Regions from separate parts of the Gasterosteus aculeatus genome. Here region 2 is linked to region 1. A link is a contact called in public Hi-C data. All regions are on one chromosome and are shown on one strand. The core of a region is the stretch at or near the end of the contact, and the rest is flanking DNA. Distances in the headings are between cores, read along the strand shown.

Region 1 (5,047 bases), core at 750-3,249:
AACTTATAAGGTTTCTCTCAGCAGCTACATCAACACATTCCCAGAGCACTGTAATGACACATGAGGTTCCCGGGTTCGATTGGCATCAGAAGGCCTCATGACTCAGACCCAGTCATGGCTCACGTCCTCTGGCGGCAGTTCATGCCCAACTCTGGGCTTCTCCCTCCCCCTCTCCATCTCCTCTCTACCCTGTGACCTCGTGGAGCCACCAGCCCGTTTGACAATTATAAGTGGCGTTCTTGCTCACCCCCCTTCGTGCTCCGGGGCGGAACCGTCGAGTGGACCTCTCAGAAGTTTTAATCTGAAAATCTATGTGAAGATGATGAATTCCACAGAGGATTGAACCTAAAAGAACCCGTGTGTCCCCATTCCCACAACACCTGCCCGGTGTAATCCTCCCTTTCATACGTGGGATCATTGAGACATAGACCTAGCGAGCCTCGGGAGGTCTACGGTTACAGTAAATGAGCACATGGGCGAGGCCGTGACCCGGATTCTACCTGGTCACGAACTACTTTGGCTGCGTAGATAGAAGCGTTTCTCGTGTGTTTTTTGCGTGGGAGCGCGTTTGGTTTTCATGTACAACTTGTGCAGTTTTCTCTGGCAAAATGTTCAGTTTTACGAGCAAAGTACTTGGTAGTCCAGCCTTGAGCGCGCTGTTTTAACAGACGTGATTTTGTATTTCATAATCTTGTCACAATGTATGATATCACTTTAACACAATTTAGATATCGAGGAGGAAGTGAGCCGATCATCTTTTTCTCAATGATTACTTCAAACCTCCATTAACTGCAATGTTGACCACTAGAGAGCGTTACAACATCGTGTCACCTAAAAAACGTGTTGCTGTCGTTGGCGAGCAAACGTTTGCTTGTTCACACATCAAGCACAGACAAAGTATTTGCTACTTATCTGGAGGTTGTATTTCAAGACACAAATGTTCATTTGCTCTCTCGTTTTTTGCTCTATTTTGGTCACCACCAAATCCCAATGGAATCAATTGGTACTTTAGCTGCTAAACGCTCAACTATCTTTACCAGGGAGTTGCTAGTGGCAGACCAACACCCGTTTTTAAATAGCTGGCATCAACAATGTGTGAAGCTGTCAAGGGTCAGATAAGCATAATCTTAAACAAAAACACGCACTCTGATTTCCCTTTGAATCAGTAAGTATAAACTCATTATCTCATTTTCTTTTGGTGAAAATAAATCAAGCTGATGAGGCGTACCATAAATCATGAAAATATATCAACTCTGCCTTCCTGCTATCGTCCTGATTAGATCATCTTGAGTCCTGAGCTCACGCCGAAAGCGTGAACCCACACCTGAGGCTTTCCTTAGAAGGTTCTAGCGGTTTCCGTGTGCTTTGGGGGAGGCTCCTCAGGTAAAGGTGCCAGATTTACAGGCAGACCTCCAGCTGGCAGAGGAATGTCACAACCCGTGTTTCAGCTGTAAATTCGGACATAATTACAGTTCCACCGACTCAAACATTGAGGCGAAACAACCACCTTGCGAAGGGAAAATGCTCACTGCTTAACGTTGTGTCTGGGACAAATATACACTCCTGTCTTTGTGGGGGGGGGGAGGAGGAGGACAGGAGACAGGAGCAAGAATGTGAGAAATGTGCTGGTTCTCTGACCTTTATGAAGGTGAAGCGAGGGAGCTGACATCATCGACCATAGGCGGCATGTGCGCTCATGTGCAGTCACGTGGACCGAAGGAAAGTAGATACGGGTCAGAAGGAGAGAGTGTAAGTTACGCAAAGGTGGGTGAAAGTGTGAAGGACATTTCAGAACATTACCGAAGGTTTCTTGTTGAGGGATCGATTCGAAGATTGATATTCTTAAGGTGTGTTGACAATTTTCTCGCCTAACTCTATTAAATAACGTAAATAAGCATATTTTATCAAAGTGGAATAACTATTCCTATCACCTATTGTGTGAGCCTGGCTTTTAGTCCCTGAGAAAAAAAAAAAAAGGCCTTTTTTCTTTTCTTTATGTCGTGCTGCCACTGTGTGGTGGAATCTAGAGACGCACCTCTTCCAATAGTGTCCAGTTTATATTATCGCACAAAACATAGACGATAACTCTGAGTGCTGGCCAGTCAGTGTGTGTGTGTGTGTGTGTGTGTGTGTGAGGAAACATCCGACGGCAGGAAGCCTTCGCTGCTCCCGGACACCAGGTTTTCACTGGCTTAGTCACACTCTCTTCCTGTTTTTCTCTCACCACCACCTACCAAACAAACAATACAAGGAAGGGGGTCTGCTCCTCGTCTAGACGTGGCCCGCCGCGTCTGATCTGATTCAGCTCCCACCGGTGACCCGTCTGGCTCCTGTCAGGTGATCGGCCAAATAGGATCCAGCAGAGGGGGACTTCTCCTGACGCTCCCACAGTGGCAGACGGGACCCGTGACTCAGTCCGACTCTCTCCAACCGCTATTTAAATAGACTGACAGAAAAATGACAGTGGTCTACACTTCAAACGAGTGAGTGACACCACCCACTTTAGGAGCACAAGGACACAAAAGTCACACAATAATGACATGTTAAGATGGCTTGGGGGGGGGGGGTCCAATGGTTAAAAGTAAGAGAGGATGGGCCTTTTCTTCCTGACCTTGCATGTTCTCCCAGTACCATTAAAAATGAAGAATGCTTGTAAAATTACTGACGGATGTGTTTTCCGACGTTGGATTTGGATGCGTCTTCCTCTTTGAGAATCAGATTTTTCCAATATCCCCCCCAACCTGTTGAGGAATGTCAGCTTTATATATGTCAAAATAAATCGCTGCATTGTTTTAAGTAAGAGGGAAAAAATATAAGGCAGCAAAAGCAGACTTTTTTTTCTTTTGCAGTTACACGTTTGTATCAATAGAGGGCAGAATGAACTAACTGTTCGTGCATGCAGAGTTTCTTTAAGGTCAGTCTTAAACACATTTAAGAATAATACAAAAAAACTTCATTTCACGGCACACTTAGAGGTTTATAACTTCACAGTAGTTTTCTCCCGCTGCGAAGGCTGAATGTGCACGAGATCAACTGTTATTCAGGAAATCAACACATGATCCCACCACAAACGTTCCTCTTAACAATCATCTTCGTAGTCAGATTCAGGAACAGTCGGTGAGTCTTGCGTAGCAAAATAAATGAAAAAATACTGCTCATGGCAGCTCCCACATTGTTCCGAACACCTCAGAACAGAAGTGAAGAGGCGATGAGACAGTCGATGTTACTCATCCTGCTCCCTGGTGACTAATTTCTTAACTGACATTTGACATGACTGGTCCACCACGCAGTCTGCAGATGTCTGGCGGTGTGTGTGTGTGTGTGTGTGTGTGTCTGTGTGAGTTTGTGTTTTGAGAGACAAAGAGAGAGCGGGGGGAGGAGGGGGGGAAATGAAAAAGAAAAAAGAGGGAGCGCCAGTGTCAAAGTAGGTATAGGGGCAGACTTTCTGGAGCCAACTCCCACATGCCCTCTGATTACCTGTCACTGGTCAGACCAACCTCGTCTCTCTGCGCAGATGATGTGATAACAGTGGCACACAGAGCGAGAGAGAGAGAGAGAGAGAGAGAGAGAGGGTGGTAAAAACAAGACGGACTGAAGAGGATGAGAGGCGGGGGTAGGAAAGAGGGCGCAAAAGTAAGTGGAGTAGGGTGAAAGAAAGAGTCAGAAGAGAGCAAAGAGAGGGAGATGAGCAAAAGGCAGAGAGAGAGAGAGAGGTTCTTGCCCTGAGGTGTCATTCCTCTCTCTGCACTGAGGCCGACAGCAGTGTCATACAGAGCTGAAGACATTCACCAGCAGCCAAGAAGCACATCTGGATTCCTCATAATGAAATGCAGTAGTTTGCAAAGTTTTCCTGTGCTGGGATACAGTCACTGTGCACTTCAGACTTGTTTTTTTAAGCATTTGCACCAGCCAATGAGCACCAGTTGACATGTTCATATCCTGACCGGTGGCGTGCACTGATGGATGGATGGACAGCCGTCTATCCGTCACCGAGTGAAAGCAGTGGGTCAAATCCTGACATTAATTGCACCATTGCCGGCCACGGGGGTGAGGAATCTTATCATTAGACGGCCTCATAACCTATTTACTGCTTCTAAAACACACACACACACACACACACACACACGCACACACATCCACACACAAGCTCACAGCCGTGCTGTCCAATCCTCTCCATGTGCAACAAACCCTCCACCGTTTTCCCCTCCTCTTTTCAACATCCTTGCACAATACAGAAGAGTCGTGCTCGGGTTACATGCTCAGGTCGGACCTCTCCATTGCTCCCCAGGGCTGTTGGGGAGGAGAAGAGGTAGAGGGGGGGCGAGGGGGGGCGAGGGGGGGCGGGGGGGGCGGGGGGGAGGAATAACAGGAGATGATAGAAGGAAGGACCCACAATAACAGTCTGTTTCCTCGCATGTCGGGGCCTGCAGCCTAACCTACTGCACCTGTTGTTAAAGCTCACACTAGCTGGAGAGCGATATGCTGTGTGTGTGTGTGTGTGTGTGTGGGGGGGGGAAGTTGGGGGGGTGTATAGGGTGAAAGGAGGTCCCGGTGGTGATCTAGTGTGGCACCTGTACCGCGGCCCAAAGCCAGCTGGGACGGGGCCAGGCCTGCACGACGCAACTCGGTGCACTCGACGACCCCTGTAGCCTGCTGCTAACCCTGGACGCTTATGTGTGTGTGTGTGTGTGTGCCCCCCCCCCACCCACACCTGCCTAGTCTCACTCGGTAATTGGGTAAGTGTGTAATAGGGTCGGTCACGGGTATCTGCGACCAGGCCGGGGTGAACGTGACCCAGGCAGCACCAGCGCGTGTGGAATAACTGAGGATCTGTTTATGATTTGGGGAGTGCCGTGGAGTCGAGGGCGGGGGGGGGGCGGGGGCGGGGGGGGGGGGGGGGGGGTACGGTATTCGCATTTCATTTTGGTTCGAAGCTGCAGGATTGTAATGTGAGTCACTCAACGTCCCCTTTAATGGTTTCTGCGTAATCGCGCGTTGCCGAAGTGTCTTTTTATTCAAGCTGTACTGTTTTTGTACAAAAAATTAA
Region 2 (5,047 bases), core at 1,812-4,311, 120 kb after region 1:
TGGTTTTCCCTCTTCAAAATCATATTAAATGTAATATATTCGTGGGTTTTGGATTATGGGTCATTTTAAACATAGCTCAACATTTCTCCTTGTATTTAATCGGGAAAAAAACTGACTATGTGATCAAAACTGATTTCAGCCCTAAAATGTATCGATTATCACCAAAGGCCGTTCACGTCGCTCTCGCGAAAGCCTAAACTGATCCAACGTCGCCACCGTGTGGCCTCCTCGGCGCACGACACCTTCACCACTCAGCCACAAACCGGACTTTAGGTCTTTTTCCACCCGGTTATTTCAGCCCTGCTCACCTCGCTTTTCTCCCCTCGCGGAGAAAGACTCGTGTCAAGGTAACACGCGCGGGGCATTCATTCAAAACATACTGCTAAACAGGCTCCAATGCGACAAGCTAATGCCTCGTTAGCCTGCTGCTAACAGGCTAACGCGTCACGCCAGTCGGCCCTTGTGCAAACACAACCGTTGTGACATGTCACGTTAGTTTAGCCAACGGTTTGGTAAAGATATCTGCCGAAGCAGCGTGGGTCCCTTCTGTGACGCGCGTGTAAAATAACGACTGTGCTCAGAGCTAACTAGCTCAACGGCTAGCTTACTTACACACCTGTTTCGATGTAGCGGTGATGTCAATGCCGAGTAAACCGTACAGATCCATCTTCAGGATATCTTTGGCCTTTGCGGACATTTCTGCAAACAGCGAGCCACGATAACAACACAGAACAATGGGATAGATACAGATACAGCGGTTTGTTGTTGTTTCGGGGAAGCGTGCGTTTTACGTCTTCGACCTCTCAACTAATGTGTTGCAGTGCAGCCTGGGAAATGTAGTTTTTTACTCCGTTGTTTTGCTCAGACGTTGTTTAAATGCAGATTTCGACTACATCGTAAACTTAGGGATTTATGTTTTACCGGTCCAAATATTGTAACTTGTTTGAACGTTTTTTTTAGTCTTGTCAACACAGTTAGCGTGTTTCATACATTTTATTCAAACCTTTACAGCATCATAATGATTTGGGTTTTTTTAGGCCTTTAGAAATATTCTGAATTGGGAGTAAAAACGGTGGTCACATTTTTTTCATATAAGCATGTAGGCAAAATCTGTCAGTTGGGACTTTGTATATTTGAATATTTAAGCTATTTGCTTAACCTTTTGTAGTGAGTACAAAGTGCTCAGCCAACGTAAACACCAGTTCTTTTAAATGATCAGTATCAGTATATCGCCATGGCGATTGAGTTTTAAAAGAATGATATCAGAACCGGGCTCCACCTTGGTTTACATTAGAATAAGGGTTTTGTCTTTTTAGCTTTTAGTACTTAATTATAGTATCAAGTGCATAGTATCAATTGTCGAATGTAAACCAAGAACTCTGCTGTTTAGTTCACCTATAACCATAGGTGAACAAAACAGCAGATTTCTCATGGTTTGTTTGTTTATTTTAGTGTGCTTCTCTCTTGCATGAGGATCGCTGGACCACAATTAATAGTGTAAAATAAATGCTATTTTAATCGCCCTGGTGAAGCTTTCAAAAGAGGGATGAACTGTTGCTTGTTTTCCAGACAAGGGACTGTTGTTGTTGTTGTGTGGTTTTGTGACAGCAGATCACACCAGAGCGATGCAGTATCCGTAACATCCCCGACATCACATTCAACAGCTCGGTTCTTGTAAAATATAATAAAATCAAGTCAATTTCAAAAGGATTGACTTCTCTCAGGATATTAATCCAGAGGAGCCGTGTCACTGGCTTCTATTGAGCATTTTTAATGACCCTTTTTGTTGAAGGGAAACCTAAAGTGTTTCTCCAAGGTTCCCTGTGGACAAACACAGTAGAACTAAATCCTACCAACTATAATCTCTGCAACGCCTTTATAGAGGTCCTCAAGGTAAAAGGTTTGACAGCAGGACGAGTGGTTTAAAAGTTACTTTATGCCTAAAAGCTTGGATGAAAATCCAATCCCTGCATGGGCTCATTACACCAATAAATGAAAGTAATGTCGCCTGACACATTTTGGGAGCTTGCTTTCTACTGGCTTTCATGAACCTGTTTGACCACCTAAGATGGCTTTTGTTGCTCCGTTCAAAACAAAAGCCATCCTGCATATTCTTTGATGTCGTAACTTGAGTACAACTTGCAGCTGGTTGTGGAGAAACAACACGTCATATTGTACGCACGCCTAAGTAGTGGGACAATACTTTTGTCACTTACTGTGGCTACTTCTTTCTGGGGCAGTGAAACTCTAGTAAACTCAATTGCCTCGGGCCACACGGGGCTACAACAACTAGACCGCTGTCTCTGGAGAAAATGACATTCCTTGAGCTCCTATTGTGATGGGCAACTTGTACTGGCCCATTAAACTGGGTAATGTCCGCCTGAGGTCCATTCCAGCTGATGGGATGGGGGAGTATTGGAGGAGGGCCCTCGACCACTGGGCTGCATTTTCGCATCCCAATCAGCTTCAAGCCAGAAAGCAGCAGGTCCGTCAACCCCGGAAGGTCGGCAGTTCTGCCTCCACAATAAAACAATGTCCACCGAAACCTGTTTGGGTGCGAAGGATATGCAGACAGATCTCTCACATCTGGATGAATCCACCTTGATCACAGGTCATTCCTCCAGCCATGGTTGATCTTATAGTTAGCAGTTTCACTTTCATGTTTCAATTTGGTAAATTGTGGCCTAACGTGAACATATGAAAATATTATTAAGCCTAAAATCTAGATACCCCGATTGGATCCCTTCACGGGCAACATTTCTCCATTTGTAATTTGTTTAATACTTTGTAGACTCTGTAAACCCAAATCTTACTTAATATCTTGTTATTGTTGTCTTTTCATTTATTTTTTTGTCATTTATTTTTTCCTCAGGAGTGATACTTTGTTTTACCTCTTGATTCAACGCTACCATATAACGCTAATTAGAGGGACAATTGACTAATCTACGCGTTAACGCCATCTCATCTGCGTGGATCTCAACAAATAAATCCGCGCTGACAGTTACGCACACGCTTTATTCTGAAGGTCTCAACCGGATGCTGTAGTGAACCCAATGCCGCCGCCTTCATTCGACGCCGTCCGTCTCGGATAAAAAGCCCCGGGGGCCGCAACGTTTTTGAAAACGGTGCCCTGCGCGCACCACACGGGCTCCGGGGTGCAACACCGCGCCGACACCTGCAGGGCTTCACGCCGACGTATCGATCCGATTAAAAAAGAGAAAAGTCCGGATGACGGCAAAGCGCGACCCGATTTAACCCCCGCGCAGGACGCGGATCTGTAAACTGTCTTCGCGTTCATGGACTAAAAATCAGGTAGGGTTGTCATAGTCGGTTTATATGTGATCTATAACGATGCACCAAGGCATTACGAGGAGGGACCATACGCTTTATCGCTGTATTTTCTGCCGTGTCTTCCTCCCCCAAGTGAGGGACTGTAGTCCCGTTATGCTCTTTGCTGTGCGGGGAATAAACGGCAGCGCAAAGTAACGCTGTTGCACAACGTAGATGTTGCTACTAAGGTCTGTGGGTTATTGTTTTAATCATAATGAGTTAATGCACAATTCAGATGGGCAAACTGTTGTTGTGCATTCCTGTGTGCCAATGTGTTGTGTAAGACGTGGCTCCTCTCAACCCTCCTCTCCTCGGACAGAACGAGGAGGAGGAAAAAACACTTTGGACACAAATTCTTCAACGGGTTATTCCAGTTTCAAAGCTGCGTGGACTCTTGTCAATTCATCTGCAAATGGGCAGATGTTAAACCCAATCTGCTAATTGCTGAACGGACCTGTAATATTAACAATACAGGAATCTACAACTAAAAGATCAATTTCAACTCCACAATGTGCTTGTGGACTTTTTGGTCACTCCCTTAAATAGCAGAGAATGGAGGGGAGTAGGTTATCAGTCAAACGACTGCCGGATGTTTTATGTTGGAATAATCACTCTGGGAATAATAATAGAATCTACCGCGCGGATGAAGCTTCCATCATTATCTACAGTTACGCAATTCCCAAGCGACATTGTGTTACAAGTAATATACAGCATGACATCCACTATCATGTCAGTGATCAAGATGTAAAACACAACACGTACCCCCCCATTGTTTGTTTTACATCTGGTATTTTAATGCATGTAAACAAATGCAGGGAGGTGTGCATGCTTTAAAACTGATATTCATCCCCCTAAAGCTATTCTTGAATTCACTCATGTATTATTGCTGACTCGCATCAGTGCAAGCCAGCTTTGCACGCGCCTCGGAGGAAGTCAGCGAGGATGTTTTCTGCCTGTCCCGAGGTGTTGCACAGAAGCAGTGGGCTGCTGTGTGTGGGCGGTTGAACCGGAGGACAGATGAGGAGGTTTGTCCAGTGAATCAGCGCCAGGCTATTAGCGGCCCACGTGGGAGACTTGACGGACGGGGTCGGGGGAATTAAAAAATGTTCTTTGATATTTAAGGAATGCTCAGATGAATGTGGCAAATGTTTTTCCCCGTCACAGTTGAAGTTGGGCATCGCTTGGCGTGTCGTGCAGATTGTTTGCGTCATGAACCGAAAAAACGCACGTCGGTGATCGGCCACGAAAACAGCAGTTTCCAGAGAAGAACAGGAGCTGTCACATCCGCGTGTTTATCTCCAGCTTCCTGTGCAGGGAAAGTCCTTTCCTCCCTAACCAAGAGTCCCAGAGTCATGCGGTTTATGCACGCACCACATCCCTTCAACTATTGGAAAGACTTCCTCTTTTTCCCATTAAATTCTCTCACACTAAACATCAAGTTGTGGAATCAGAAAGTGTTGAACTGTTTTTCTGGACATAGAGTCCTATTGGGCCGCGGCGCAGCGAGTCACGCGTCCATCTTGTGAACGCGGCCCTTTGATGAGTATTGAGAAGGCCTCTTGTGAAACGCCATTGTCTGTCTGCTGGCTGCCACGGTAACACTCTCACACTGGCAGCAGGGCTGAGACGCTGCACTCAGCGCTGACAAACGCCTCGCCACAACGTGCAAGCAAAGACGAGTCCTCGCCCTGATTCATGGCGAGTGGGCGCAAACGCT

What was found. A called contact is a pair of places that touch in the nucleus more often than the background predicts.
Region 2: a Hi-C map of whole body shows a contact between it and region 1, with 2.4 times the contacts expected there. The contact joins the promoter of LOC120832520 here to the enhancer-like site in region 1. A contact is called at or near these places in 2 of 6 Hi-C or Micro-C datasets (skeletal muscle and whole body).

Annotation. Positions count from the first base shown.
Region 1 is chr15:3,650,647-3,655,693 of fGasAcu3.hap1.1, forward strand. No RefSeq gene overlaps it. Among protein-coding and RNA genes, the nearest start is that of LOC120832524, 5.6 kb to the left of the region's middle. Within about 2 kb of position 2,000, at least 6 of the 9 cell types and tissues checked have open chromatin away from gene starts, as enhancers often do.
Region 2 is chr15:3,770,754-3,775,800 of fGasAcu3.hap1.1, forward strand. It overlaps LOC120832520 (inverted formin-2), which reads left to right and starts at 3,062. Exons shown (of 22, transcript XR_013452763.1): 1 at 3,062-3,312. dnajc17 (DnaJ (Hsp40) homolog, subfamily C, member 17) reads right to left here and starts at 839. Exons shown (of 11, transcript XM_040198968.2): 1 at 617-839. The coding sequence starts at 697.